2 separate regions of the Rattus norvegicus genome follow, and region 1 is linked to region 2. The links are chromatin contacts, called in public Hi-C maps. All regions are on one chromosome and are shown on one strand. The core of a region is the stretch at or near the end of the contact, and the rest is flanking DNA. Distances in the headings are between cores, read along the strand shown.

Region 1 (5,682 bases), core at 2,554-5,053, 130 kb before region 2:
CTAGTTGTCCTGGCTGAGGGCCAGGTCATTTGTACCTCCCCATGTAAGGGCAGAGAGAATGCCCTTGAGAAATGGCTGGTAGGAAAGTGCCCCAAAGTGTCCTTCTCCAGGGCTGGTAGACCGCATTGCCGCTCCAAGAAAGGAATGGAATGATGGGGCGGCCCTTATGCATTGTTTGAACAGAGGGGAGAAGCCAAGTGAGGTCAAGGCCATCTGAGTCCGACTCCACTCCTACCGCACTGCTTGTGCCACTTCTGATTGCTAAACACAGAGGCTGAGTAGCTGCGTTTACGTCTCTGTGTTTATGATGCTCTGGCATTTTCCGACTTGTGCACTTTGGACGGGGAGCCTGTTTTCTTTCAGTCTTGGTTATTTTCTTCCACAGTGTTTGGACTTGTCCTGGGCACCTGCTGTTAGAGATTGTTGCTGTCTGCACGTCTTGCTGGGATTGTCTTTTCTCACTGGGTTTTCTTCTACCCGCTCTCCTGGTCTTTGTCGTGTCAGTGTTCCTGTCTGTCTGTCTGTCTGTCGTCTGTCTGCTGGTATTAACTACTCAGGGCTGCTGGTTCCATTGGTGGGTGGATGGACTTATCCATTTACATAGTCTGAGCCCTGTCTGGGATCTTCTCCATCCTTCCAAACTCGGACCTCTGCCGTTCTGGGTTACCCCAGATATATTCGAAGATACGGCTATTGCTATATTCAGCGTAGCATAATTTTCTTTCAGGATACTAGAGCTTCTCTTCCCAGTTCTCCAAATCTCCCAGATGTGAAACACGGCAACAACGTTCCAGATCCTCTTCCGTGTCATCTTGGGGCACTCTAGGAGGTGCACGATTCACTGGGGGGGATTATCACTCCCTATTTACTCTAAACCATAGTCCGTGTGGTTCAAAAATCGAGGCTAATCTGTAGAACGCTGTTATGCCCTAAACGGTTTCCTTTCTCATGGAGTTTCATCTTATTGCCCTGTTCCCACCAAGTGGCTTTAAATACGCCTTAGATCTTAACTCTAACATAGGCCTTGTCTGACTGTTGCTTACCCTCCTCTTCTACCTACTGAAGCCTTTTGTGTACCACGGACTCCGTCAGGGTAATGATCTTCAAGCCCCGAGGGTCTGGTGTTACCTCTCCTCTTGGACTCCTGGCACTGCCTGGACCTTGGACTATGTGGAGTCGCACGCTGCTTTAGACAGACCCATGGTTGCTTTATGACCTCTCCTGTTTTAACCATTGTCTGTCCTTAGATCACCCTGTCAGTGCTCAGCAAACACAGCAATCCCTCTGGTGCTAAAAGGGGCCAGGCAGGCTGCTGGAGCATCATCAAATTAATACAAATATTTTCCAGAACGGGTTGGTTGGGAACCGGTGATCACCATCATTCGATTTGCAGGTGCTGTTTTATGAGACGGGCTCTGCACCACGCAGGTGCGGACAATGACTCGGTTGGCTCTTCTTGGAGGGGAGGAATCCACTCATGTGTAGGTGGGAGACAGAGGCATTCTGCAGCTTGTAACTTGGCAGGGTTGCGCATGGCAGTGTGATGGCTCTATGGTCCTGATGGCTGTCTTGCAGGCCCTTGCCTTCCTTCCAAACAAGCAGCCATCTGATTCCTGCCCTATTTCAATGCAAAGTCCACAGACAGCACAAAACAAACTTCTTTAACAGTGACTTCCCCTTCTGAAAACTCTGAACTACTGTCCCCACTGCTCCCTGCTGTCCATAGTCTGAGTGAGAGAGGTGGCCGAAGTTGAGAGGTCTAGGAATGAGGCCTCCAATCTTTCCTTACTTTCCTTAGGTTCCCCAAGGCAGAGATTTGAGCCCCACCTTGTAGGACACAACAGCAAGAAGCTGTCAGTCTGACTTTGACACTCCCACATCAAAGTGTCTGTAAGTCCCTGTTCCGGTGGCCAGCTGTTAGCCCAGACCTCAGGCAGCCCCAGGGCTCTGACCTCAGGCTTCTTGGCACCATTGGCCCCCATGAGCCCATGGGTGGTAACAACAACCTGGACTGACTGACCCACTGGCTCACTGGCCGAGTGGCTCGTGGCTACAGCCCCCGTCTTGCTTTTACTGGCTCCCATTTCTGGGAATTTCTGAGTCATGCCAGCTTTCAGTCCTTCTTGGCATCACATGCCCAGAGTAACAAATCTGAGACCAAAGAGAGCAAAGGGAACTTTATCAGGGCAAGCACATCCTTCCCACCAAGACAGTGGGTTGGGATGTCAGACTTCCTGCTTCTTCCTGGCCACTGGGTATGTATTTCCCCCTCTGAATCTTCCTGAGATGAACTTTGTACTTGGGAACTGATGGGCAGATCCCATCAGGTGTTAGACACATCAGCATTTTCCTGAACTACCCCTCCCTGGGATCAGCAGAAAGGACACAGCATCATTAGCCACCTTTTCCTGTAGGTTCCTGCATTCATGACAAAGTTCTCTAGCACCAGGCTGCAGGGGCCAGTGGCCAGACTGAACATTTCTGTTTCATATCTTCTCCCTTCTTGGAAGCTCCATCCCTCCGAGACAGCGTTACCCACTCGTCTGCCTACTAGAGACCTATTTCCCCTCACTGTTCCACACAGGCTCTATTGCCGAGGTCTGGCCAATCCTGCTTCCCTGTCATCTTGCAAGGATATCTGTTCTTCATCTCCTAGCCCAGTACCATGGCGCTATATGAATGAGCTGGCTGTCCAGCTTGAGCCAAATTTTCCAGGCTCTCTTGAGGCCAGCTGTGATGAAATCGTCCTTGACGGAGAGAGAGTGGAAGGCGTATGGATCATGTCTAGAGAAGCATGCCTTCCCTCTGTCCCCAGGGAGCCAAAGACTGGAAGCCTGGAGTGAATGGTAGAGCTAGCAATGGAAGTATACAGAGTCCCCAAGTCCCCTGTGGAGTAAGCGACTTCCAGTGAGGAATAGCCCTGCTTGACTGACATATCAACACCTCGGCTTGTTCTACCAGCCACTCTGGAGCTAAATGGGTAAATACAAAGTTGCTTTATTGCTAATTAACTAGCACAGTGAGCAGAGGAACAATGGAGAAAAGATACATCTTCGGTTGCATAGAGAGGAAGGATACAAGCCAGAATAAATGTATCATCTCCCAGCACGAGGATGTAAGATAGGAGCCACAAAGGGAGCCGTCTCTGCAGCCCACCCCAATCCATCCATGACTAAGTCAGGGTTTCAAACCCCTCTGTGCTTACTCCTCCTTTTAGGGTCTAAGACAAGTTAAACCTTGAGCTTCCCTTTGTTCATACCTGACAAAGCAGCTCGCCTTGGACCCAGACAAGGTTCCAGAGACTAAGTCAAGGAACTTCAGGATTGGAGTCTGGCAAAAGGTGGTTCTGAGGTCAATAGTGCTGGGGAGAGCAGGCACCTGGTGACACAGGACAGAGGCCAGCAGAGAGGAAAGGGCCAGGAACGTTTTTCAGGATCCTGCCAGGGCTCAAACAATTATATGCAGGATTTTTGCTAAAGTGCAGATGGGGGTAGAAGGCATAGGATTTATACAAAGGGATGTCTAAACCCCAGGGTCTATGGCTTAGGAGAATGGAGCAGTTCTACAGCAAATCCAAGACAGGCCCCCGTGAAGAAATTATCCTCCTGACTCAATTCTAGCTGCTTGCCAACTTTCTCTATGGGCTATTCCTACCTTCCCTCTCCCCCCATACCTCCTCCCCCTCCCCTCTGCACCTCTTCACCCCCAGCAGGACATAGAAGCAGGTTGAATACACAGCCAGGAGTATACTAGCTCCCTCTCAGGCACGGCTAGGAGTCCTGTGCACTGGAGTCTGTGCATGCCGGTGGGAATCATTCCATCCCTGGTTACATAACCGCCCAGCGACAGCCAAAGTCTGAACTGATGATTACCATGGAAAAAGCTCCAAAAAATAAATTCCAGGGGCATTAGGCAAGTGGTCCTTTTAAATAAACAATGGCTTTCATTTTAGCACAGACAGAATGCAGAGGTAGGAGAGGAAAGGCGGGCTGGGAAGAGAGTGGATCTGTCCGGAATCACAATTCTGTCACTTTGTAGAGCTCAGATCCCACAAAGGCCAGGATTTGGGGGCCAGGGCAGGACAGTTCCTTCAGGTCAGCACTGTCCCATACCACATTGCCTCTCCACCAGTGGCCTTCTAGGGCCCGCCCACCTGTAAGGAGGACAGCTGTACTTGGAAACAGACCCAGAAGAGCTTCCCAGCCCCAGACCAATGCCAAAGAACAGGGTGGGTATCTCTTGGAACGGATCCTGGCTGCTGGTCACATCATAGTTCTAAGCAGAACTGAGCTGGTGTGGTCACAGCTCAATAGTCCAGATCGATGACAAGCACACACTGTAACAATGCGTTTTCAGAATGAACCCTGAAATACTGGGAACCAGTTGGCAAAAGAGAACCCAGCCCTCCTTCCTGTTGGCGGCACACACACACACACACACACACACACACACACACACACACACACAGCTGGACTCCACCCTAATCCTCCACCCAGCCCTGAAACATCTTCCTCCCATCTTCCTGTCCTCTGTCATCACTCAGCAAGTCAGGAGAACAGGGGCCCAAGTGGCCTGAGGACAGGCCCTGGCTCACAGGACCTGTCTAGCCAAAAAGCAAGGCTCATAAAACGATGGCCTCCTCAAAAGTGAAGGAGAGCACCTACAGCTTCCAGGGATGAGTGGATGCCTCTTGACTAGACATCCATATATACATGCCTGACTGTATCCCTGGACTGTCTATGTGTGCCTGGGAGGCCACCGTAGTCTGACATGGAGTCAGATTGCAACTGTGAAGGAGGAGCGAGCCAGGAGCCGGATGCCCAAAACTGATTTGTTTGTGCACTCAGCTCTCAGGAGCCTGAGAGCTCCAAGTTTGATTTTGGCCTTCTGGTCTGTCAAGGTGACCTCAGATACGGTGCATGAGCCTCTGCTCGCTCCTCTGTCCCATTGTGAGGTGGAGGTCACTAGTCTTGCTCCCAAAGCTGCTTCGAAAACTGGAGTAGCACTGATGAACCACAGGCTCTTAGTACAGGGTCACCATCACTGCTAGGCGTCATCATGGAAACTTCAGGCAAACAGTGCTGGATACCTTGCAGGAACTAGCGACTGGAGGATTAATGGATGAGAATGTGGACGGGCACAAGCACAGATGGATGGACGATGGGCACACAGATGGGTACTTTAATGTCCATCACAAAGTATACAGCCCTCAGAAACTGTCTTTCCGGCACCGATTCATCGAGAACTGCCCCTTGAAGTGAAACGTCAAGTACCACAATATAAAACTGCATTTGTCTTTCAGAAAGAAAAACAGGATCAAAAGCCTTGGAACCCGGTCCTGAAGTTGAGACTTGGTACTTCACTTTTTTAGAGCAGCTCCCTGAGTTCTCAGCAAGGGACACAAGCTTATCCCTAGAGGGCACTTCTTGGGGCTCTCTGTCCTGAGAGTCTCAAAGACACACCATGGCCTAGGGTCTACTCTGGAACATAGAGATGAATTTTGGTCTAGGAATTATTAGTGCAAGTTAACAGAGGCTTGGGTTTTGGTCGTTAACATTGAAATGCAGAACGATAAATATGCTGCCTCCCCTCATATGATGTCATATCGTCTGATGTCCCATATATGGTGCCAAACATGCTAAGTGATACAACAATGAATCAGCTTCCACCAAGGAGCCACCA
Region 2 (5,924 bases), core at 2,235-4,734:
CCTTTGACTCCAGCACCCATGAAACAGGACAAAGCTGACCATCCCAGGATATTAGATACGCAGGCCTTGGGATAGAACGCACCACTGTGAGGCTTCTTCCCAGAGGAGAGTTAGGAGCCTCCTGGGATAAAGAAAACTGGCCCTGATCCCCTTGCTCTGTCCCAGAGGCTACCTTCTTCTTGGGGTCTCACTCATCCAGTCACCTCCCCACCACTCAGAGGTCATGATGACTAATTACCTTCCCCGCCACTGCTCGGTGAGGCAGAGAGATTGGCAAACAAGCCTGGGGCATGGTACAGCTGGTGTCTGAAATCCTCAGTGGACTTCAGCCAAGGCTCATGGACACTGTCACTAATTAAACACCAGAGGCCTGGTATCAGGCCCCATGGGAAAAGTCTATCTTAATTCCCACTCCAGAACCTGAGGGAGCCCCGAGGACTACACACACACACACACACACACACACACACACACACACACACACACACACATCCCTGCAAAGAATTATCTCTTCCCAGATTAACCCTGGAAGGTATGTTTTTGCTTCTATAGGGGTTGTTGCTCCTTGCTGGGATATGAATGGGGCTAAGAGTGAGGCCCTCATCCAGGAGCCTCGCCATGTGACTCTGCAGGATCTTGTCTGGATCCATTCCCACTCCTTCAGCCCCTCCATGATGAGCCTCAAATGTAGCATTCCCTCACTGGCTGTGAGGACTAAGGGAGTCCTTTCCCACGAAGGCTACACTCACTGCCTTGCTCAGTCACACAGGGAGGTTGGCCAGCCCTTGGATGCTCTAACTCAAATCCATAATGACACTCAGAATCAAACCCAAGAGGAAAGCCACACAAAGGGATAATCCCCCACCCCCTCTCCTCAGGGGCTGAGCCTGAGCCACTGGAGCAACTCAAAGAGCCTTCCTTAGAGGACCCGTTGTTTTCACAGGTGAAAAGAATTATCAGGTTGACAACTTAAAACAGCTAAAGCGTCACAGCCTGCCTTGTCAAGCCCTGGGGGCGAGGGAGTATAAATGTAAAACCCTTGTTCTGGGTCCTAAGCCTCCCACAGACTCACGTTTCCCATCAGCCCAGTAAAGGACCATTTGTAACTCATTTTACAGTAGGGGCCGGGTGTCGCTCAGTAGCAGAGCGCCTGCCGGAGGCGTTGGGTAACATCTCCAGCACCGCGCACCAAAAATAAAATAAAGAAGTTTCCATTGCATCCAGCCGCCTTCTGTACACATATCCTTCTACCATAGAGGAGTTCCGTCTCACCCAAGAAGCATCTGTGATGGAAACAGGGGCGCATGTCTGGTCAGGGTGCAGAGAGGGGAGGGCTGAAGTGCTCAGTCAGAAATGAATGTCTCTATCACAGCCCCATGCTCCTGGGGGCCAGGGAGGATCTAGGATTGGGGCTGGAAAGAGTCTAAGAGGAAGGTCAGGGGGCTGCTGGGAAAAGGTATGTTCTGAAAATAAGGGAAAGGTTATGCCCAAGAACTCAGAGCACCTGTCCCTGCCAGCACAGTGCTCAGGAGTGGCGAGCCAGTCAGCACGCCCAGCGTGGGTAGGGGAGGGACTCACAGGCCACACCCCTCGACCGGAGCTATTGGCCAAGGATGGCTACTGAGGAGTGGAGGAAGAGAATCAATTTTCTTCAAGGATCTGACTGACCCCTGGTTGGTTGCTGGCGACCTAGTGAATAGACCTACAGCCTCATTGAACATATGGGAAGCACCCGACTCAGTGGAATATATATATTTGTGTGTGTGTGTGTGTGTGTGTGTGTGTATGTATATATATATGTATATATATATTTGTATATATATTCTTTTTAAAGAAAAGGGGATGGTCATGGTGGCACATGCGTTTAACCTCCTCAGAGAGGAGACAGGCAGGTGGATCTCTGGAACTTTAAAGCCAGTCTGGTCCACTTCCAGGACTGTCAGCTATGTAAAGAACCTGTCTCAAAATAAATATAAGTAAATTTAATTTAAAAAAAAATAAAAAGAAAAGAGAGAGAGGGGAACTGAGAAGGAGGGGAAATGGGGAAGAGGGAAAATGGGTAGGAGGGGTCCAGGAGGAGTAGGACCATGGAGTGAGGGGTAGATATGAGCAAATGTGTTGTAGAGAAGTATTCTCCCAGGATGAATAGCTTTGAAGTCACAATAAGCAAAGAAGAGAGAGAAACCCGCGGCCCACAGGAGTCAGGAAGTGGCTAACAGGAAGCAGCAGCCTGTGAGTCCACCATGTCCCCAGCATTAACACCACAACCCTAGAACCATCCGATGGTCCCACTCCTTCCAGTTCAGACACATTCCCGATTTGCCAGGCAGGAAGGAGCCTGGCGAGCAGAATTCTCAGATAGCTGCTTCTTCAAACCCAGAGCCAAGGCTTGTGGGTAAAATGTCTGTCAGCGTCTAAAGCAGAGAAGGGACTTGCTGGGCTCTAATGCTCTTCCAGGCCTGAAGTGCGCGATGGCTCGAATGGCAGCTGTGATTCAAAGCCTGCTAGCATCCCCTGGTTCATGCTTCCAACCAGCAGGTCCCACAAGAAAAGTTTCCTCAGATCCCGTGATGTGAGCTAAAGGAGACACGTGTGTCTAGGCACGTGCCTGACACACACGGAGAATGGCATATTGGAGAATGTGCTTGCCTCTGTGTTTACAGAACACTGTGGCTGCCTTGGCAGCCCAGTGCTGGTTCTTGACCTAGGCCACGGTCCAGCATGACAGCTACAACGGGCCAGCCTTAGAGTGTGGCTTGTCTGAAGCTGGTTCAGCTGGCTGCTGGCCAAGTGTATCCTGAGACACGAAGATCTCGGCAGCTCAGAGTTCGGAGTGTACCACTGAAAGGATGCCACCTGCCACCTTCAGTTTCTTTCCTTGTCCTCTGAGTTACAGAAGTACTCGAGACATTCTCATGTCACTCCAGAGAAGACTATGTCTTTCCTCTGCACAGGTGTGGTCCCATGCGAGCACCTATAAGATGCTAACATTACTCCCATTTCACAGATGAGATGTAGGCAGTCAAGGCTGCTCCTGAAACTTGCCCTAGACCCTACCTGCCTGGCCGCAGCATGTGCCACATAGCAGCATGTACCAACCCCGCTTCTGCTCAGTAGGAGGGAGGAAAAAGAAACCAGCAGGTACCCAGCACCCTCTCTGCTGCGAGCTAATCTAGTGTATGACCACACCCAGGGAAGCCTAAGGAAGCTCCATGGGAACTCTGAGGTTGGAACTTGGCTCTTGAGTCTGTAACTTAAAGACTGAGGTTTGATCCATAAAGAATGACTTTTTATCCTCCCTCGGGCTCACAGAATGGAAGAGGTGAACTCCAGCCCTGGCCTTGGTTTATTAGACACTGACGATGCCAGCATGGTGCTAACCAAAGGTCTGCCTCCCTGGTAAATGGCTCACAAGCCTCTCCGGCAACATGTGCCCATCTGTTTAGCCACCAGCCACATCGAGGATCACAGGAGCCTGGCTCCTGACCAAGGCAAATCCAACCAGGCAACTTCTTGTACACATTCCACACAGGGAGGCCAGGTTAAGGTGCTGTCCCCAATAGTGGGGGCTTCTGAGCCCAGAGTCCACATCCAGAGGTGCTCTTTCTCCTATCCCTTTGACTGTTTCCTAGAAGGTAGAGACATGCTTCCCAACGTAGCTACAAATGAGACCCAATACAAAAGCATAAACTTACTTTAAATAGGCTGAGATGTGTGCATGTGTGCATGTGTGCATGCAGGTTTGTGCCTGTGGGGACCGGAAGTTGACTCTCCTCTCACAGGTCAGTTCCTTGGAGAGCAGGTATCAGGGTCTAGGCTGAGACAGAGCTGCCTTCCTAGGGAAAGCCTGGAAGTAGCCATGCCTCTCGGCTCCCTCCCTCCTCCCCTCCCTCCCCACAGACGCCACAGCGGCCATACCAAATTACAGCCGTTTTTTGAGAACAATGTGTGGGGATTACAAACTTCCAATCCATTAGCTTTGTTTTCATGCAGTTGATTCCAAACCAACGAGTCCCCCCGGGACCCGTGTTCCAGTTACAGGAACGCAGCTTAATCAGTGTGTATCCACTGCAGAGAACCCCCGGGAACTGCTGCCTGCCTCGCACTAGACACAGAGTGGAGGACCATGCTGGAGCCCTCCGACCAGACTGCAGGCTTCACCTCAGAGGGAGAAGGCAAGTGCTCACCACTAGGAGCCATGAACCAGAAATGCCTCAAGAAGTCCCTCAACTTTCAGGAAACCAAGGGTGCAGGTGATTTAGCAGTGGCCTTGCTGGGCACGTTCCACTAACAGGTCCACTTGGGTTGTTTGTGAGTGTGTGTACATGGTGGTGTGTCTGTGTGTGCAGGCAAGCATGCACATGTGTGAAGAGGTGTGTCTGTGTGTGCAAACAAGCATGCACATGTGTGAAGAGGTGTGTCTGTGTGGGTAGATAACTATGCACATGTGTGAAGAGGTGTGTCTGTGTGTGCAGGCAAGCATGCACATGTGTGAAGAGGTGTGTCTGTGTGTGCAGGCAAGCATGCACATGTGTGGGAGTGTGTCTGTGTGGGTAGATAAGTATGCACATGTGTGAAGAGGTGTGTCTGTGTGTGCAGGCAAGCATGCACATGTGTGGGAGTGTGTCTGTGTGGGTAGATAAGTATGCACATGTGTGAAGAGGTGTGTCTGTGTGTGCAGGCAAGCATGCACATGTGTGGGAGTGTGTCTGTGTGGGTAGATAACTATGCACATGTGTGAAGAGGTGTGTCTGTGTGTGCAGGCAAGCATGCACATGTGGAGGTGTGTCTCTGTGTGAAGGCAAGCATGCACATGTATGCATTCATTTTGGTGCTCATTTGTGTGTTCAGAGAAGCAGGGACATATGTATATAGTAGTGTGTCTGTGTATGCAGGCAAGCATGCACATGTGTGAAGAGGTGTGTCTGTATGTGTAGGTAAGCATGCACATGTATGTGTTCATCTGTGTGTTCAGGAAAGCAGGCACATATGTGTGTACATGGTAGTGTGTGTTCATGGAAGTGTGCACATATGTGTGTACATGGTAGTGTGTGTTCATGGAAGTGTGCACATATGTGTGTACATGGTAGTGTGTCTGTGTGAGGAGGTAAGTGTACATATGTGTGTGATCATTTTGATGTGCCTATGTGTAGACAGCATGCACATGTGTGAGTATACATGTATGCATCAGAGGTCAGTGTCGGGTGTCTTCCTCAATCTCTCTCCACTTGTTTTTGAGACAAGGTCTCTTGCTGAACCTGGAGATTGCTGATTTATCTAGAATGGCTGGCCAGCGAGCCCTGGCATCCCTTGCCTCTGGCTCCTTAGCCCAGGGATTGCAGGACTGTGCCATACTGTGCTGCCTTTCGTAAGTGTTAGGAATCAAACTCGGGTCCTCATGATTGCACAGCAGTGTCTCCCGGAGTCAAGCGTCCTCAGGCCTTTTCCATTTGTGGAGACAGAGTCTTCTTCTGTACATTAGCCTGGTCTTGAGCTTCTACCTAGCCAAGGATGACCTCGAACTCCTGGTCCTCATGCCTCTACCTCCCGAATGGTGAGATCACAGACGTAGACCACCAGACCTGGCATACACAGTGCAGAACCTGTACAAGCACTCTACCATATCAACCATATCCCTGGCCTTCCCCTCTGTTGTCTACACTTTGTGGCCCAATTACTCACAATAACATATGAGATGCACAGACCAAATTCTCCCTCCACCACTGACAAGCTGTGAGACCTCCGATGTGTTTCTCGACCACTCTGAGCCTCGGTTTTCCTCTGCTATAAAACGGGACTCTTGCGAGGTTTGGTCAAGAGAATGTTATAAAGCACCCAGTGTGGTGCCAGGGACAGAGCAGGTACTCGGGGCAGGGCTTAGATACCAGGTAGTACTGGGGCAAGCACTTAGACACCTCACTTGT

Evidence for each region. Hi-C and Micro-C count contacts between places; a contact is called where the count stands out from the background.
Region 1: a Hi-C map of liver shows a contact between it and region 2, with 3 times the contacts expected there. The contact joins two enhancer-like sites. A contact is called at or near these places in 2 of 12 Hi-C or Micro-C datasets (kidney and liver).

What each region holds. Positions count from the first base shown.
Region 1 is chr8:127,322,947-127,328,628 of GRCr8, reverse strand. All of the region lies in intron 15 of Itga9 (integrin subunit alpha 9), which reads right to left. Among named protein-coding and RNA genes, the nearest start is that of Trnaa-ggc2, 67 kb to the right of the region's middle. Within about 2 kb of position 3,803, at least 23 of the 93 cell types and tissues checked have an H3K27ac peak or open chromatin away from gene starts, as enhancers often do. A contact at or near this core is called in liver, where this site is marked.
Region 2 is chr8:127,196,606-127,202,529 of GRCr8, reverse strand. All of the region lies in intron 1 of Itga9 (integrin subunit alpha 9), which reads right to left. Among named protein-coding and RNA genes, the nearest start is that of Itga9, 14 kb to the right of the region's middle. Within about 2 kb of position 3,484, at least 12 of the 93 cell types and tissues checked have an H3K27ac peak or open chromatin away from gene starts, as enhancers often do. A contact at or near this core is called in liver, where this site is marked.